Regions from separate parts of the Mus musculus genome. Here region 1 is linked to region 2. The links are chromatin contacts, called in public promoter capture Hi-C maps. All regions are on one chromosome and are shown on one strand. Each heading gives the region's core, a stretch centred on a gene start, on an enhancer-like site or on the middle of the called end of the contact. The rest is flanking DNA. Distances are from core to core; before and after follow the strand shown.

The links. Promoter capture Hi-C pulls out the DNA fragments that hold promoters and counts their contacts.
Region 1: a promoter capture Hi-C map of hippocampal neurons shows a contact between it and region 2, with 5 times the contacts expected there. The contact joins the promoter of Hccs here to the promoter of Tlr7 in region 2. A contact is called at or near these places in 2 of 39 promoter capture datasets (embryonic stem cells and hippocampal neurons).

What each region holds. Positions count from the first base shown.
Region 1 is chrX:169,318,309-169,321,879 of GRCm38.p6, reverse strand. It overlaps Hccs (holocytochrome c synthetase), which reads left to right and starts at 1,508. Exons shown (of 7, transcript NM_001331049.1): 1 at 1,508-1,904; 2 at 2,290-2,442. The coding sequence starts at 2,331. Gm15246 (predicted gene 15246) reads right to left here and starts at 1,485. Exons shown (of 6, transcript NM_001361166.1): 1 at 1,183-1,485.
Region 2 is chrX:167,329,097-167,332,556 of GRCm38.p6, reverse strand. Tlr7 (toll-like receptor 7) reads left to right here and starts at 1,986. Exons shown (of 3, transcript NM_133211.4): 1 at 1,986-2,120; 2 at 2,458-2,556. The coding sequence starts at 2,554.

The DNA of each region.
Region 1 (3,571 bases), core at 259-2,758, 2.0 Mb before region 2:
GTTTTAACACAAATAGATAATATATATTATGCAATTACGTTGTTACCTGTGAAATCATAGACGCAGAAACATCAAAACAGAATTAACAGACTAGATTTATGTATTCCCAACCTATGGCTCACGATCTGTAAATCAGATATTTACATTATTATTCATAACAGTAACAAAATTATAGTTATGTAGTGGTAACAATAATTTTATACTTGCGAGGATCATCAGAACATGAAGATCTGTATTAAAGGGTTGGAGCTTTGAGAGGTTAGAACCACTGCCTTAGAAGAAGTTGTACCACTTGGACCGACAATGCTCCCCACAAGAACCAAAGACTAGCAAAAAACCAGACTATCACTGAAGAGGGGGCATAACACTTTAAGATCCAGAGTACCAGGAAGTCTGCTGTGGACCAACGCTCCTAGAAATGTCTTCATAAAGAAGACCTAAACAATGGTCACATTAATATGAAAGGGGGCCATTTTCATGGGGTCCCACAGAACTCAAAGCAGGAACCTGAAGCCACCAAGGAATCAAAAGCCATGGAGGCCATGGAGGTACACCACATACTGGCTTGCTTGGTCCCATGGCTCACTTTGCTTTCTTAATATAAGCTAGCCCATCGGTGGTACCGGATACAGATATGGAGAAAATGTCCCCATAGGCTTGCCCACTGGGCCGTCTGATGAAGACAGTGACTCCATTCAAGTTAACAAAAACCTAACCAATACAATAACCATCTCCTATCTGCTGGTTTACCCTACACAAGTAATATAAAAACGTACTTTGTGTAATATGAAATATACTACTTAGATGAAGGCTGTGAATTCCATGGAGTACACTCACAACGGTTGCCAGAGTCCTTGAAAGGACTAGGCGGTGGAAGTTTAAGTGCGTCTACTTAATTATAGCACTTTATTCCACAAATAAGCACAAATATCGCTTGTTCATTAAAAAATACAAGTTGAGCGGGCGGTGGTGGCGCACGCCTTTAATCCCAGCCTTCAGGAGGCAGAGGCAGAGGCAGGCGGATTTCTGAGTTCGAGGCCAGCCTGGTCTACACAGTGAGTTCCAGGACAGCCAGGGCTACACAGAGAAACCCTGTCTCGAAAAACCAAAAAAGAAAAAATACAAGTTGACCTTTCAAGAACCTAAGGAGATGACTTAGAAAAACACAGCGACGTGCCTTACCCCTCGGAAGCGACACCCCGCGGTTCCCTAACTTCTCACCCTGAGCGGCTTACCGGCCGGCCGGCGGAGTTAAAAAACACCGCCTGGCCCGTAGGGGCGGAGACGGAGAGAAGGCTCGGGCGCCTATAGGCCGCGGAGCGAGAAGGGGTGGACCGACCCGCCCTTAAACACACCGCCCCGCACGTAGGGGCGGAGACGGAGAGAAGGCTCGGGCGGCTCGAGGCCTCGGAGCGGAAGGGGGTGGGAGCGATCCGCCCGACCTGACGACCGTTCCTCTCCTCAGCGCGAGCTTGCCTCGTGCTCCCGGAAGTCCCGCCTTCGGAACAGGAAGTAACGGCGCCCGAGAACGCCGGCTGTGACCGGACGTTAGCGGTGACCCCGCGTGAGGAAAAACCGCGGGTGCAGCCGAGCGACTTCGGCTGGGCGGTTCGACGCGCTCGCGGCCGCGCCGCGCGGGACAAGTCGGAGCGGAGACTTGGGGGCAGGGCGGCGCCCGGGTTCGGCTGGAGCCGGCGGCTGCCGAGTGAGTTCGGCTGGGCAGGTTGACGCGCTCGGGGCCGCGCGGCGCGGGACAGTCGGCGAGGTGACTTGGGGACAGGACGGCGTCCGGGTCCGGCTGGAGCCGGTGCACTGTGCAGACCGCGGTGCCGGTGGGACGCGCATAGACGGGAAGGCAACACTGGTGGCTTCCTGCCCTTCGCCGCTCCTTGCCTCCCGTTTTGGTGACTTTTTTTTTTTTAACCTTCCTATTTTCCCTGAGGCGCCTGCCCTACTGGGAACACGGGTTCGAGGCTAGTTCAGTGTATTTTCCCTTGGACCCCACCATCAAGACTACACCCGTCTTCACGACGTGGTTGCATCTTACAAGTTTCCAGACTCTGGCACGGGTCCCCAAATGGTGGCATAGGCTTCAAGGTATTTTCCCAATGGAGGCACTGTTTTCAAAGTGTCCCCTCACCACCCCCCACCCCCACCCCCGAACCAGTGCCCTACCTCTTACTCTCCCAAGGGATGGTGAAAAAAAGCCAGGGCCAGCCAGGATCAGAATAACAAGGGGATATCAACTGTTTAGCCTCCACGTTTTAATCTGATTTCTTGCTTTGGCAGCTGGGTATTTTAGATTGGGAGTGACCCCTGTGATTCCAGCCATGGGTGCCTCAGCATCTTCTCCTGCTACTGCAGTAAACGCCTCGAATGCTTCAGATGGTCAGCCAGCTTCACCACCTTCAGGATGCCCGATGCATAAAGGGCAAAGGAAAGGTAACTTGCCTGTCTCGAAAATTAAAAGAAAGCTAGTGATTCTAGAGCGGTGGTTCTCAAACCTTCCTAATGCTGGACCCTTTGACCCAGTTCTGCACGTTGTGGTGACTCAACCACAACATTATTTTCCTTTCAACGTCATTACTGTAAGTTTGCTTCTGTTCTGACTCGTCATGGAAATATTGTTGGAGATAGTGCGTTGCCAGAGGGGTCAACCCACAGGCTGAGAGCCACAGTTCTAGAGTTGTAGCTTGGTAGTGAGGCTTGCAAAGCGGGACTAAGGCACTCTGGGGCTGGTCCAATTTGGCTGCTCACTAGATATTATCATAAACAATTTTTTTTATATCTCACAGTCTGTCATCTATGCAATTTTTCCTTAAATCAGCCTTGTCTTTCCAAAGTTTACCAGTGCCTACATCAGTGGCTTTCAGCTATGCATGTAAAGAGCCATCATTGAATACATATTTTGGTTCTCACAACTGAGAGGAAATGGTTCTGCTGACATAGACTGGGGTGGTATTAGATAGTGCTAAATAGACATCATACAGCCTCAGACATGGAGTCTTTGGTCCATAAATAGTAAGGGTGCCAGAGCTGAATAAACCTCGGTGTAGCTGTTTGAAATACACTACTCCCATATCTGTTAAGGTCTTCATCTAGGTCAAAATCAGCCTTCACCAAGTGAATTTATAGAGCATTATGTCAGTGCTAGGCTGGAAACAAAACAGTTCTTTAATGAGTGCATGTCTGCTGTAGACAGTTGAGACCGGGACAGTGTTGTATGCTTACTGAATGTGCATGTTGTTGGGTCCTCATGCTTCCAGTGTCACCATTCCTCTTTCTCTCCTCGAGCCAACTTTCTCCAAGAGGTCAGCACTTATCCTGTGACAAGCATTGCTGGGTTTTGTTTCTTCACTGAGAGAGAAGTAGATATAGTAGACAAAAATTCTTTGCCCAGGAGAGTTTACATTATCATGTCTATAAACCAGTGTGACTGTTTTATAGCCAAGGAAAGAAACTAAAGCTCAGAGTAATTTATGTACTTCAAGTCATGTAGCTAGTAAGTGGCAAAGTTGGTGAAAATTCTGTGACCTTGGACAAGGACAGATCCCATGGTCTCCTAGTATTT
Region 2 (3,460 bases), core at 737-3,236:
CTTAAAAAGCATTGCATACACTAGCAAGATTTTGCTGAAAAAAACCCGTGATATAGCTGTCTCTTGTGAGACTATTCTTGGGCCTAGCAAACACAAAAGTGGATGCTCACAGTCAGCTATTTGATGGATCACAGGGCCCCCAATGGAGGAGCTAGAGAAAGTACCCAAGGAGCTAAAGGGATCTGCAACCCTATAGGTGGAACAACAATATGAACTAACCAGTACCCCCCGGAGCTCGTGTCTCTAGCTGCATATGTATCAGAAGATGGCCTAGTCGGCCATCAGTGGAAAGAGAGGCCCATTGGTTTTGCAAACTTTATATGCCTAAGTACAGGGGAACACCAGGGTCAAGAAGTGGGAGTGGGGGGGGGGAGAGGAGAGTGGGGAGGGGGGACATGGGGGACTTTTGGGATAGCAGTGGAAATGTAAATGAAGAAAATACCTAATTAAAAAAAAGGGGAAAAAACATTAATTTTCATCATTGCTCATGAAAGGCAGAAGCAGAGGGTACCATCTGGCTTGTTTCAGTGGTAAGTTTATTTCTGGTGCTACTGGCATGCTACAGCAAATGAAGAAGAAAGTAGTTGCCATACTAGAAATCAGGATTTGTGTTAAACTCTCAGTCTCACAATATTGACTTCTGGTTCCTATAATTGAACAATACAATTTGGCTCCTCCTTACCACCACGGAGGACAACTCCAGTTCCAAGGACTCCAATGCCCTCTTCTGACCTCCTCAGGCACCAGACACACACAGCATATACAAACATCATGCCTTTATGCGAAACAATAATACACATAAAGGAAAATAAATACATCTAAAAATGTTTGATTTTCAGTATTTAATAACATAAATACAGATGCGTGTTTTAACATAACAAGCCCTTGGCAAATGTGGTCTACCTGTAGTTGCTATTTTCTCAGCTAACTAGGGATACTAATGCAGGCCAGCATGTTAACTCTGGTTATTATTAAGTGTTCTCTGGATGCTAATATCTGCATCTTCTTTCTTGGTTAAATTATAGGTATATTAATAACTTTAAACAAAGCTACAATAATTTAAGCTTGTCCACAAAAGGCTTCTATTATCAGTACAGGAGGGAATACTTCTCTTAGGGACACTCTGAGAAGCAAATAATTCTTTATATTCTCCAGAATGGAAGTATTGCTGATTTTTGGAAACTAAAGTGAGGGACCCAACTGGTAGCTTTAATACCACTCAAAAATCAGTGTCCCTTCAAACTGGACCAAAAACAATGCAAGATAAATCTTGACTCATTTCGAAGATATTTATAAAGCAGTGTCTCTCAACCTAAACCACACAGCCCCCTCCTGGCATACTCTCGAGTCTGTAGTTATCAGAAGTAGAAGAAGGCAGTGCTGTTGATTTCTAGAGAGATAGGGCACGAATGCTGCCAAACATCCTACAATATAACAAAATGTCAAAATGTCAAGATTGTCAATAGTGAGCTGGCGAGAGGCTCAGTGGAGAAGAGCACTTGCAGCACAAGTCTAAAGTTTGAATCCCCAGGACCCTAGTAATGTGATGATGATGGCAGAATGTCTCTAACCTCAGTACTATGCAGGGTAGAGATAGAAGGATTTCTAGGTTTAGTTGACCCCAGTCTAGCTTCAGATTCCGTAAGAGACTCTGTCTAAAAAGGGTACAGTAGAGAGTGACAGGGTGTGTACTTGAAATCCTCCTCTACACTCTTCACACACATGTACCTTCACAGATAACACGCACACACACACACACACACACACACACACACACACACACACACACACACACTAGTGGCAAAGTTATAAATCCCTGCTTTTAAACAAAAGGACAGGTTGCTTTATCAGGTTGTTTGGATTTAGAAATGTTGCCTCAACTCTAGTGATTAAAAAAAAAAAAAAAAAAAAAAGAGGAGCCGGGTGTTTCTGCAACCCCCGTGTGGTGTAAGTTAAGTAGTCATGCTCCTTCCTGCCCTCCTCCCACTACCCAGCCTCAATTTTGTATTTGGAAAGCCCAAAGCACGCAGCTCAAAGGCTCTGCGAGTCTCGGTTTTCTGTTGCCTTCTCTCTGTCTCAGAGGACTCCATCTATAGAACCACTCTATGCCTTCAAGAAAGGTATTTTAAACACTGGGACACATTTCGATAATTTCAGTAAGTAGATGTACGTGCTGTTACAAGGGAATGGGGGTGAGAAGAGAAGGAATCCAAACCGTAAGCCAAAAAATGTTTTAGAATGTAATGAAAATAATGTTGTAGTCTAAAATGTCAATTCGTCCAAGACAGATTTTCAGTCAGATTGGAAACAGTTTCCTGGAGTCTGACTTTCTTGTATCTAACTTTAATGAAATGAATACTATATGTATTCTCAACAGCACATTTATAAAACAGTGTTGCCAGTGTGTCTTTGCTGCCTTTCAAGTGTCACATTGGATGTCTCTGTTTCTCACTGCAGATGTCCTTGGCTCCCTTCTCAGGATGATCCTGGCCTATCTCTGACTCTCTTCTCCTCCACCAGACCTCTTGATTCCATTTTGAAAGAAAACTGAAAATGGTAAGAACAGTTTATGGAGCCTGATTTTGTCATTGCTCATCTTTGTGCTAAGAACTGGCAAGAAAAGTATTTAGGAATTGTTCAGGGATGAAGATGTAGCTCAGCAGTACAACACTTGCCCGTAGTCCCTGGGTTCCATGCCCAGAGTGTTGTTTCCTAGGAGAAACTGCTTTGTGATGTTTCATAATCAAAATGAATCAATGTAGTATTTCATAATTTGGGATTAGTCATTGTTTGCTCTGTCCAACTTCTTACATGCTCAGTACATACTGTAGTGAGCAAGAGTAGATGTTTGAATTGAGAATTTTAATTTTTTAAAAAAAAATTCTCCAGTTTGATCTTTAAAGTCATGCAGGCCCCTAAAGTGACTTAATGTGTTTCCTACCATATGTTGCTATCTGAATGACTGTACAGAAAGAATGGATTCAGGAGACATGAAGAACAGGGATTTGGGGGACGCCCCCTGCTCTACTGCTGTCAAAGATGCTCAGAGTTTGCAATTAGATGAAATGGGGTTTCAGGGATGAGCATGTCCAGGGTAGAGGCCTCAGGATGCACTTAGACTCAATTCCTAACACAATCAGAACACATGGGATTTAAAGCAAAGGGTGGGCAGCAGTCAGTAGATGGAAAAGTACTAAGAGGAAATTTCAGGCATATGGTGTGTGTGGTGGGGGGATGGGGTTCTAGCTAATTTAGTCTGACAGAATTCTTGTTGGAGGCTGGCCAGGATGCCGCAGCATTTCCTGGAGGAAGAGGAGAGTCAGAATGCTCAGATCCAGTGAAGGGCTGGGGCATGGAAGATGTAGGGAGGTTAGGGGTGGGGTGTGGTCATAAGCCAAGGAAGGGTTTTTGATAAAAGGACTTAGCAAGATCACTGCTTGAGCTGGGCAGAACAAAGAAG